Regions from separate parts of the Sus scrofa genome. Here all the other regions are linked to region 2. The links are chromatin contacts, called in public Hi-C maps. All regions are on one chromosome and are shown on one strand. Each heading gives the region's core, a stretch centred on a gene start, on an enhancer-like site or on the middle of the called end of the contact. The rest is flanking DNA. Distances are from core to core; before and after follow the strand shown. Region 1 holds the start of LOC100156375 (cytochrome c oxidase assembly protein COX15 homolog). Region 2 holds the start of SLC25A28 (mitoferrin-2). Region 3 overlaps ENTPD7 (ectonucleoside triphosphate diphosphohydrolase 7).

What was found. A called contact is a pair of places that touch in the nucleus more often than the background predicts.
Region 1: a contact with region 2 is called in a Hi-C map of skeletal muscle, with 2.5 times the contacts expected there. The contact joins the promoter of LOC100156375 here to the promoter of SLC25A28 in region 2. A contact is called at or near these places in 4 of 47 Hi-C or Micro-C datasets (brain, heart right ventricle, liver and 1 more) and 2 of 2 datasets of contacts at active chromatin or transcription factors (alveolar macrophages and skeletal muscle).
Region 3: a Hi-C map of liver shows a contact between it and region 2, with 4 times the contacts expected there. The contact joins the enhancer-like site here to the promoter of SLC25A28 in region 2. A contact is called at or near these places in 6 of 47 Hi-C or Micro-C datasets (alveolar macrophages, blood, embryonic fibroblasts and 1 more) and 1 of 2 datasets of contacts at active chromatin or transcription factors (alveolar macrophages).

Annotation. Positions count from the first base shown.
Region 1 is chr14:110,893,771-110,897,292 of Sscrofa11.1, forward strand. LOC100156375 (cytochrome c oxidase assembly protein COX15 homolog) reads right to left here and starts at 1,274. Exons shown (of 9, transcript XM_001929331.5): 1 at 1,055-1,274. The coding sequence starts at 1,144. It overlaps CUTC (copper homeostasis protein cutC homolog), which reads left to right and starts at 1,293. Exons shown (of 9, transcript XM_021072322.1): 1 at 1,293-1,503. The coding sequence starts at 1,443.
Region 2 is chr14:110,803,786-110,807,153 of Sscrofa11.1, forward strand. SLC25A28 (mitoferrin-2) reads right to left here and starts at 1,846. Exons shown (of 4, transcript XM_003133165.4): 1 at 1,410-1,846. The coding sequence starts at 1,700. It overlaps LOC110256623 (a long non-coding RNA gene), which reads left to right and starts at 1,946. Exons shown (of 2, transcript XR_002338384.1): 1 at 1,946-2,229; 2 at 2,815-3,368.
Region 3 is chr14:110,873,202-110,876,777 of Sscrofa11.1, forward strand. ENTPD7 (ectonucleoside triphosphate diphosphohydrolase 7) reads left to right here. Exons shown (of 13, transcript XM_003359322.4): 13 at 1-3,576. It overlaps LOC100156375 (cytochrome c oxidase assembly protein COX15 homolog), which reads right to left. Exons shown (of 9, transcript XM_001929331.5): 9 at 2,413-3,576. Among named protein-coding and RNA genes, the nearest start is that of CUTC, 20 kb to the right of the region's middle. Within about 2 kb of position 2,015, at least 6 of the 83 cell types and tissues checked have an H3K27ac peak or open chromatin away from gene starts, as enhancers often do. A contact at or near this core is called in liver, where this site is marked.

The DNA of each region.
Region 1 (3,522 bases), core at 24-2,523, 89 kb after region 2:
TATCTGGACTTCTGCATCCACCCTCCAACTGGTTTCCCTCTTCCAATCCATCCTGGCACTACATGAACCTTTTGGTCTCTGCATACTTCCCCCGGACTTAACTCTACACCTAAATATGGACTATTTTCTCTCTCCTATGGGCCTTTAAACGATTTTTTCTCTGACTGGGGCACAACTTGTCTCCTGATTGACAATAACTACTGCAGGTCTCAGCTTAAATGTCACTTCCTTTAGGAAGTGTTTGAAGACTCCTACATGTCTCCAATGGGTCACTCCCACAGCACACTGCACCTCTCCATCACACACTGTAATGTACCACTCAGTACACAGAGATTTGTCTTTATCTCCCACCAGCTTTGAACTGTAGCACAGTGTGGTCAGTCTGGCTCTTTTCCTCCTGAAATCTTTGTTCAAACACAGTTCCGGTACATAACAAGATCTTAATAAAGATTTGACAAATGAATGAACTGTGATTTCCTCTAGGGTAGGAGACTTTTGGTATTTTATTTTTCTGCTTCCAGTTTTTAACACATAATAATCACTCAATAATTTTTAGTTTGGCGAATACACACCCTCTTCTGACCCTATCCCTAAGAGTCCAAAGACCCATGTTTGGGTTTCCTGCTTCTAATTAACTTAGACAATTTAAATTAAGTCTCAAACTCTTTCCCTGTAGAATGGGGTTATAGTCGCTAATCTGACTTTTTGAGCAAAAATTAAAAATACGGGTAAAAATTACTAAGCTTTTACTATGTGCTAAGCCTCGATATATATTATTTACTCCTCACAGCAACCCTTATGAAGTAGCTGTTCTCCTCATCTTGAAGATGACTAAACTGAGGCACGGAAAGGTTTCCCAACTTGACTAACATCACACAGCTAGTAAATGGTAGGTCCGGATCCGGACGCAGGGGCCCTGAACACAACGATGCATGTTGTTAACTCCAAGTAGCTATGGAAATGTGATCTGTGAGAATTTGCTCTCTCTCTCCAAGCCGAACCCTTTCACCCCATGCCCGCTTCCGCGACTCAAGAGTCCGCTGCGGTGCGGTACCTGCGTCCTAGGCGCCGCCCTAGGAACCAGGAGTCGGAGACACGGGTTCCCCATCAAGACCTTCAAGGGCGGAAGGAGTAATCGCTGCATACTAGCAACAGTGCACAACCTCCGCCTTCACCCCCTGACTCTCAGTAGTCTCCTTTCTCCGCCACCGACTGGAGAAGCACTTCCGGGTCACGCAGATGCGCCCTTCCTTTTCAGAGGCCCTGGCAAGCAGAGACTGCGCCTGCGCTAGCGACAGGGCTCTCGCGGGGGCTGCTGGGGCGTGGGCGTCGGTGACGCGCAGGGGTGCGCGCAGCCGTAAGGACGCGCTTCTCCAGTCGCGCGCCGGGACCCAGACTTTCGAGTGGGAACGGTAGACGCGCGAGGGAGGAACCCGTGGAGCATGAAGAGGCAGGGGGCCTCCTCGGAGCGGAAACGGGCGCGGATACCCTCCGGGAAGGCCGGTGCGAAAGGGGGCGGGGAAAGGGCTGTCCCTGAGTTCGCTTTTGGGTGTGGGCCGGGCTGGCTGGGGGTCTGGCCCGTGGATTAATTGCGACTTCTCTGGCAATAGTTTCTCGTGCTCTTGGAAATGTGTGGAAACCGGGGCGCTGGCGGGGAGAGCGGCCTGGCTCTGGAACTAGATGTGTGGGTTCGAATCCCGGAGCTACCGCGTCTCGTCATGCGACCGTGTTCAATTTTGTTAACTTCTCTCCGCCTCGCGTTTCCCATTCACACGAGGATACCGTTGCCTCCGTTACCCCGTTGCTGTGATGGTTCGATATCGAGCGCCGAGCTCAGTGCCTTACCTGTGGGGACCGCTTAATAACCTGTAGCTGCTGCAGCGGAGGCGGGGATTGTCTCTAAAGCGACACCGCTACCAAGTGGTAGAGCTTGTCTGCCGCAAGTCCCAAGTTCTTCCTGCCGCGCCAGCGTGGGATGGCTTGGCAGGTGCTAGGAAATTTGCCAGGTCCCTGCCTGCCTCCTACATGAACTCTTGGTTCCTCCAAACCAGTTGTTGTCAAACTTTTGGGTCTCAGGACTCCTTTACCCTCCTAGAAAATTGAGACCTTGTATTTATTATCGGTAATGGCCATGTTAGAACTTTTTAAATCATTTTTTATGGCCACAACCACAGCATATGGAATTTCCCGGGCCGGGAAATAGACTGGGAACTGCAGATGTGAACTACTTGGGAGCTGAGGCAACCACTGCCCCAGGGCAGGTATTGAACCCACGCCTCCACAGCCACCCCAGCCCCCTGTGTTTAGATTCTTAACCATGGCAGAAACTACAGAAATTTTTAAATTTAATTTTTAATTGAAATATAGTAGATTTACAACGTTGTGGGCCATATTAGAAATTAAAACAGGAATTTTTTTAAATGTTAACTGAAAAAACATAATAAATCCATTACATATTAGCACAAATAAAATTTTTTTTATGAAAAAAATCACAGCTTTCCTAAACAAAGACTATTGAGTGAGAAAAGTGCCAATGTTTTGTGTTTTTGCAGATCTCTTTAATATCTGGCTTAATGGAATTCTCATACCTGCTCCTGCATTCAGGTTACCTCCAGAAACTCCACTCCACTTGTGAGAGAATGAAAGTGAAAAAGGCAAATAAAATCTTAGCATTATTATGTAAATAATTTCCACTGCACACTCTGAAAGTGTCTTGGTGGCCCCTAGTCCGTAGCTAACTGGTCTACCACACTTTGTGAACTGCTGCTCCAAACAAATGTCCTCTTCTTTGATCCCTACAAAGAGCTTCCTTTTGTAGGACAGCTACGTTAACTCTGCCTTTTTTCATAGTCTTTGGTGTGCATCCCCACCCTCTTGAAGCCAAAGTCTTCAGTGTGGGGCAAATGGTGCCTCTGCAGCTTTGTCCAGTGAGACTGATCTGATAGCTGGTGTGGGTGGCTATCAGGAAACCCATGGAACTAGTGCAGTGCTGTTGGTTAAGAACAGAGTATCACTCAACTGCACATTTTGAAACTGATAGTCTTTTAAATAAATTAAGCAGTTTCAGTTTCATGTTAGCAGGTAATAGATTTTTGTTTTTTGAATTAAAAATTGATTTAAAAAACATAAAAGCCCAACATTGGATAGAAAAAAGTCAAGCACTATAGAAAAGTAAAAGTAATTTCAGGAGTTCCTATTGTGGCTCAGTGTGTTAAGAACCTGACATAGTATGTTCCTGAAGATGCGGGTTCGATCCCTGGCCTCTCTTAAGTAGGTTAAGGGTCCGGTGTAACTACAAGCTGCAGGCAAGTTTGCAGATGAAGCTTGGATCCTGCATTGCCGTGGCAGCGGTGTAGACTGGCAGCTGCAGCTCCTATTTGATCCCTAGCCCTGGAACTTCCATATGCCACAGGTGCAGCCTTAAAAAGAAAAAAAAAGTAATTTTAAATCCTACCACCTGATAGTCAACATTGTTAGTTGTAGAGAACATTCTTTTAGGTATTATTGTGTGAAGTATGATTT
Region 2 (3,368 bases), core at 596-3,095:
TCTATTCCTCTCAATTGACATGGGTATTTAAAATTCGAATATCCACTTTAGCCAAGTGCATTTACCCCTTTCAATGGGCATGGCCCTCGGTAGGAGTTCACTTGCAATGTGCTAGAATACTACCAACGCAGTGTTATTCACAAAGCTTAATGAGCACTTTCTCCATTTCCTCATTCACATCACTAATGAAAACATGCAAGGGTACTGGAACCAGAGAGAAGCAGAAGAGAGAGACTTTGCATCTCCCAAGGTGATGCTCTCCTCCTGAATATGTAACATTTTCCTAATTTGAGGAGAAAACACATTGTCTTAGAACTGTGAGAATACTGTTTGACTATTGCCCTTAACATGTAAAGGAGGAAACAGTCTCTGTCATTATACTTATTTCAAGTCTCCCTGAGTGTACTTCTCACTCAGTTTATTTAGTGGTGGTTCCTTTGCTAACGCATAAGAAAAAGAACTGTAAAGAATCTGTTCCCCTCTTCACCCAGCTTTTCTCACAAGTACCTGACTTCTTGGACCCACTCATCAGGCTGCTTGGTGTGGATAAAAAAATTAAGTTTTACTTTCACATGAATCACATCCTCGTATGGATCCGATTTTATTTTCTTCACACTAACATCTACTTTCCAGTATTGCCATGCTTCCCTTCTAAGCAACTTTTCTCTTGTTGTCTACCTCAAGTGGCTAAAAAATACACCATGAGGTCCATTTCTCCTTTGAGGGCCACTGTGCTCCCTGCACATACACAATCCCCATCCCAGCTCAATTTTCATGGTCAGGAAATAGGTGGGGTATCATGCTTGCTGCATAGAGAAACCGAAACTTTTTCCTGAACATCATCTTTCCCACATTATTTCCAGTCAGGAACTCTGAATTCTGACTGCACAGTGATTTCAAATCACTCATGGGTTAAGATTTAATAAGGAAATCCTTTATCTAACTGAGAGATCCCAGATTCTGGTTCCTGCCCTGTCTCTTTTAAGGGAAAACACAGCAAGAAGCTTGTAAGAGCATTTGCCAGAGAACATCTCAAGCCATTAAGATCCTATTCAAGGTCTTCAGTAGGCTTCACCTTAATCAAGTTAGTAGCACTTACCTGCTCCCTTCCCACCCGACCCTACTCCTGTTTAGTCCCAGCAGGGATCCAGGCCTTTGGCTGACAGATTTTCTTTCCAGAGTCCCGATTCAAATCTCACTGAAGGTTAGAAAATGGTCCTGGTTCCTAACTGGAATCAATTCCTGACCGGAACCTTGCTTGCATGGAGTATGGTCGAATAGCGTGGCTGGTGACAGGAGCCAGAAAGGAACCCATGTCGGCTCCGGCTCTCGGCTGAGACCCTGACTCCGGACATGACCCAGGGGTCAGGTCAGCCCCAGGTTGGGTTCAGAACAGGTCCAGGTCTCACCTTGACGCAGTCGATGGGGTACATCACGCAGTGCTCCAGGATTCCTGCCACGGCGCCCGCCACCATGTGCGTGGTGACAGTGGCTCCAGCCGGCAGCGCCTCGTAGTCTGGGCCGGAGTCCGGATCCTGCCTTACCGGGGGCCTGCAGGCCCCGGCCTCCCCGCCGCTGGCCCCCCGGCCCACGCCCCGCTGCAGCCACCCTTCCAGCAGCGCCGACTCCCCGGGGCTCCGCCCCGGCCCCGCTGCCGGCCCCCCCGCCACACCGCCAGTACCCCGCCCCTCCAACTCCATCCACCCAGGCCAGCTGCGGCGCCCACCCCCGCTGCCGCCGCTGCCGCCGCCACTGCCGCCGCCGCCCCCCAGCCCCGTTGCGTCTGCCTCAGGCGCGGCCCAGGGAGCCCGGGGCCTCGGGCTCCCGCTTGGCCCCGAAGACACGCCCCTCAACCAGCCATTGGTGCAGCCGCCAAGATAGCCCCTCCCCTTAGTTTACGTAGAAAAAATATGTCTGTGGTATTAGTAAAGTTGCCTGTCATTCCTCCGCCCCGCGGCGTTGCTACTGCTTAGATCCCACCCCTTCCCCTTTGATCTTGGAGGTGTCTTGTTTATTGGCCATTTGATTGGCCGACATGTAAGATAAACCCGCCCTCCGACTTTTCTAGAGGGCGGGAGAAACTTAAGGCTAAACTTTGATAGGCTCAACCACTCTTGATACTTTGACCGCGGCCATTGGCCAGCACCACGTCGGAATCTGATTGGCTACAGCAAGAGGGCGAAGCGCCAGGGGCTATCGAGGCGGAATTTGGGCCCCGGACTGGCGCCGGTGAGGCTGTGGGCACTGCAGCCGGGTTTGGTGGGGTGAAGACGGGGGGGGTGGAAGGGGAGGGCGGTGCCAGGTTTTCAAGGTCAAACCGCTGACGGATGCCGTTAGGACCCGTTCTCGAGCCCCCGCCCCGAATCCCGAGACTCGAGGATCGCTTGCTGGCGGGTGGCCTTGGCTCGAGAGCTCTGTTCCCGCGGGATCTCTGGATGGCGTGGGGCGGGGCGGGCCTGGGCCGGGCATCCCCTGGCGTGGCCCGCCGACTTGTCGGTAAAACTGTTGCGACATGCTGGCAGCAGCCCGTTAAACTAAGGTCAGATCGAGAGTGTTGGTCCTTCAGGGCTGCGCGCGGGCGGACTCCTGAAGGCCTTGTGCTCTTCAGCCCCCAGTGCCTGGCACTGGGCTTGCCCCGCATTCACCCAGTAAACCCTGCAGTTGTTGAGTGAATGAGTTCTCCGGAAGCCTGCTGTTAGGTCCTACGCCAGGCAGAGAGCTGGAGGAGAAGGGAAATGTCGAAATAAGGCGGGATGATTCAGAGACGAAGACGGATGGGGAGGCCAGGCTGGTGGCAGCTGCCTATGTTTGTAGGGAAGCACAGCAACTATGTGGAAACTTGTCGGACGCACAGCTTGTCCCAGAGCTGACTCATTGGTGAACCCCTCCGACCAGTGACGGTTTCCTTCTGTGGTGAGACCGCTGTCCCTCCCAGGCGGGTGGGCTGGAGTCTCAGAGGAGAGCTCACTGGTTAGAGAACAGTTCCAGCAATTCCCAGCCTTGGGCACCATCTCCCGGACGGGACGTTGCGCAGGTGCATCGCTAAGAGTTGCCGGCTCGGTTGAGGAAGACAGACTTGGCCCACTTCATCTGCCCAGCTTCTTTAATCTCCCTTCACTGGAGCGTATTTGCACAGGTTCCCCCAGTGTTTCCAGATCTTCACTCCCTGTTTTACTGAGATGATGATGTAATTCTGAACTTTAGAAAAAAAAATCTGTTTCTAGCCTTTCTTTAAAGGTTTTTCTTTTTTCTCCCTAAGCTTAGCCCTTCTCTGCGCTTCCGGTTTTTTGAGTTTTGTTTTTGGCCATGACCCTGGCATACGGAAGTTCCCAGGACAGGGGTGGAATCTGCATCACAGCAGCAACCGC
Region 3 (3,576 bases), core at 765-3,264, 70 kb after region 2:
GAATTAAATGCTTCCTAAAACAGAGAAAAATAAATCAAGATCTTCCTAGAAATAAATTGGGATGAAACTAAGTATACTGGCTTTCGTTGGTAGGTGAAAAGAGGATGAGTCTTGAATTGTTTTCAAATTAGATAAAAATGTATCTAGCAAAGTGTCTTAGTTTCCTTTGGAAGTATTTTTTACTTTTTATTAGGGCTTATGCCACAGCAATTTCCTTTAATTTTTAAGATTTCTAAATTCCCTTGATTTTGACTTCTTATCTTTGTAGTTAAACTGTGAGTGAGCTCCTGCCTTTGAATGCTGCCGATAAAGTTCTATGTTTTTGCTGGCCCTTGCCTACTCAGGTAGCTCTCTTCCCCTCACCTTGGTTTCTAAACATTGTTTTTGGTTTTCTTGTGATATCTAGTCAGTGATCTAGTTAAAAGCTACCTAGTTGGCCAACAGTGACCACATTTGTGTGCTCAGAATGAAGTTGAAGCATGGAGGTGATGGTGACTAGTCCAGTCGGAAAGCATTTATTAATAAAGTTATTCTTCATTCTGCTTATGATAATAGTAACTACCTGTAGCAAAGCACTTAGAGTGTACCAGATATTCCATTAAGAATTGGATCTGGTGTTGCTGTGGCTGTGGTGTAGGCTGGCTGCTGCAGCTCCAATTCAACCCCTAGCCTGGGAACTTCCATATGCTGCAGGTGTGGCCTTAAAAAAAAAAAAAAAATGGTATAGTAAAGAATTTTATGTATGTTATTTAATCATCATGACCACCTTTCAGATTGATATTACTTTGTTCTTTTTATAGTTGAGAAACTCAGGATACCTGTTTATCTTTTTTCCATATAAATGTATTTCTTATTTATTTTAACTAGTCTTTGAATTTTAGTGTGTTATATCCTGTTTATTATTTTAATATCATAGGATCTAGGCTTGTCTTTATTCCCATGAGTAGATGGCTCAGAGTTCATGGTATAAAAACAAGGACACATTTGCATTGTACCACTCAGAAAAACTGAGTATCTGCTCCTTGGTACTGTGCTTCTTCCATTGCTCCCAATTAAAAACTTTCAATGAAATCTCAGTAGCTAGAAACAGAAACCATTAAAACCTTGCTGAGGAGCAATTATATATATTGCCTTCTTATAATGAAATACTCCTACTTAGAGAATCAGACAGTCCATCTTACATTTAACCCCCTTTTAGCCCTCTATTTTTAAAGATGTCTTTTTCATTTCCATTTCTGCATTTTGTGTGGTTCCCCTGTGAAAATAATGATGGTTTCATAAAATTTACATTCCACTGGTTCCTTTGAATCTTATCAAGCAGTTTTCTTTATAACAGCAGCAGTGACCCTGAACTGTTCTAGTGCTTTTATTACTGGGATATGTCACAAATGTCAAAATTGAGTCAGTGGCTTATAGGAGTGAGGCTTTATTATTCTTTGCACTGGCACCATCTATCACTTTTCTCTGAATTCTTGTCATGAGAACATAATGAAAATATGTATAATACCCAATTATATGGCATTACATTCACTTAAGTTGCTGCTAGCTCTAAGCCAAACTATACCATCTTTCTCTCTGTACCTTTAGCTCTTTGATTTTCCTTGTTCTAGGGAATTTTAATCAGTTTCCACCAACCTTGTATTTATTCTCCTAATGTTACTCAAAGTACTCTGCCTCTGCCCTCCTCAGCGTAAGAAATTTATTTAACTTCAAAGGCCTTAGGCAGTGATTATTAAAATGCTGTTGATTTGAGTCTGCCATGCACTTGCTAAGCTAGTCACTAGTTAGGCATTAACATTTGTTATCACCTCCATATTTACATATTTGAGATACAATAACTGGCTTGTTGGTATTACCTAAATAGATGCTCCCACCCCACCTCTATTCTTACAGTTTTGTGTTTTGCTTTTCGTCAGTGAAAGACAAGTGGGTGGTATGATTTAGGGCAAGGAACACTGGGCTTCCGAACAGCAGACTGGATTCTAGCCCTGGCTCTGTCATTAATTAACTCTGATACCCCAGGTAAGTCACGTGCCCTCTCTGGTTCATTCGTCATCTGTAAACAAGGTGGCTAGACAAGATGATCTGAGAACAGTTGGCTTAAGGAACTAAAGGCAGGAAAGGTAGAGAAGTGACAAGTAGTTTCAGGAAGAGGATTGTGGCCCTTGGGTTTAGAAGACCAGGCTACCCAGAAGAGCCTGTGATCATCTTTACTTTATCCATAGCCCCTGGCATTAAGGTTGATGGGAATGGAGTTTCCAGTAGCAATCAGTACTCATCAGTTTCAGAAAACAAGATGTTTAAAGCTGAGATTTTAGAGATTTCTGGTTAACCCCCTTGATTTTATGGATGATGAAACTGACACTCAGAACAATAGTAATACATGCAAATGAAATGCTCATTGACAGAATCTTCCTGCAAGGCTGTTTATTTCAACAGAATACATATAAAATACAGCTGACTGCCACTAACCATGCTCAATCTTTATCACTGCTTCTGATACTCATTTGATTGCTCACATTTAAGAATAAAATATGAAAGACATACTTTGTTAGAAATAGTATCAGGTTTTCACTGCATCTATTCTAGCTTCTGGATTTCTTTCAATTCTTTAAATTTTTTTTTTTTTTTTTTGGCTTTTTAGGACCATTACCTGCAGCATACAGAAGTTACCGGGCTAGAAGTTGTATCGGAGCTGCAGGTGTCAGGCACAGTCACAGCCGCAGCAGCTTAGGATCCGAGCCGTATCTGTGACCACAGATCATGGAAACGATGGATCGTTAACCCACTGAGCGAGGCTAGGGATCAAACTTGCATCCTCATGAATATTAGCTGAGTTCGTTAATCGCTGAGCCGCAACGGGAACTCCTTAAATGTCTCTTTTTAAAATAATTTGCTCAATTTTATACAATTTTCTTAACCACAGCATCCACGCAATTCATGTTATGGTTACAATCTAAATTATTTAAGGTATAAATGTTTATTAGATCTACCTCATTAAGGAACTTGATTGTAATTACTGGGCAATTCTTAGACTCTCTTATAGAAACAGAGTGCTGTTTCTTTTTGTTGTTTTTAAACTTTTTAAAGCAATTCAGAACTAGTATCTGATTTCCCTTTTTGCTGTGGTGTGTGATGAAACTTGATTTGGAATTAAGGTAGAAGTAGTGGCGTATGTTTCAAATTCTCCCAAACTATTCTCTTAGATTATGCTAATTTCAGAGTCCTGCCATTAGGGCCAGATGCTCTGTCAAATTTCAGAAGATTTGTTGGTATTACAAAAAGTAGTTGTTAAAAAATGAGGACTTTTAAAAAAATATCCTAATAGATTTCCCTTGTATTATTACACGAGTGCTTCCTTCCCCCCCCCCCCCAGTAGTTCATTATTTCTGTTTGTCAGTACGATTATTAGAGGGATAGAGGGACACATCCTCAGACCATTTTCTCTGCAAGTCTGGGCAATAAGATCCTTTTATTTGTAAAACCGAGTCATTACTCATACTATAAGGGCTTTCTACTTTTTATATTTAACTGCTGCTTTCCATTTTTATAAAAAACAAAGTTGAAAAAAAATTC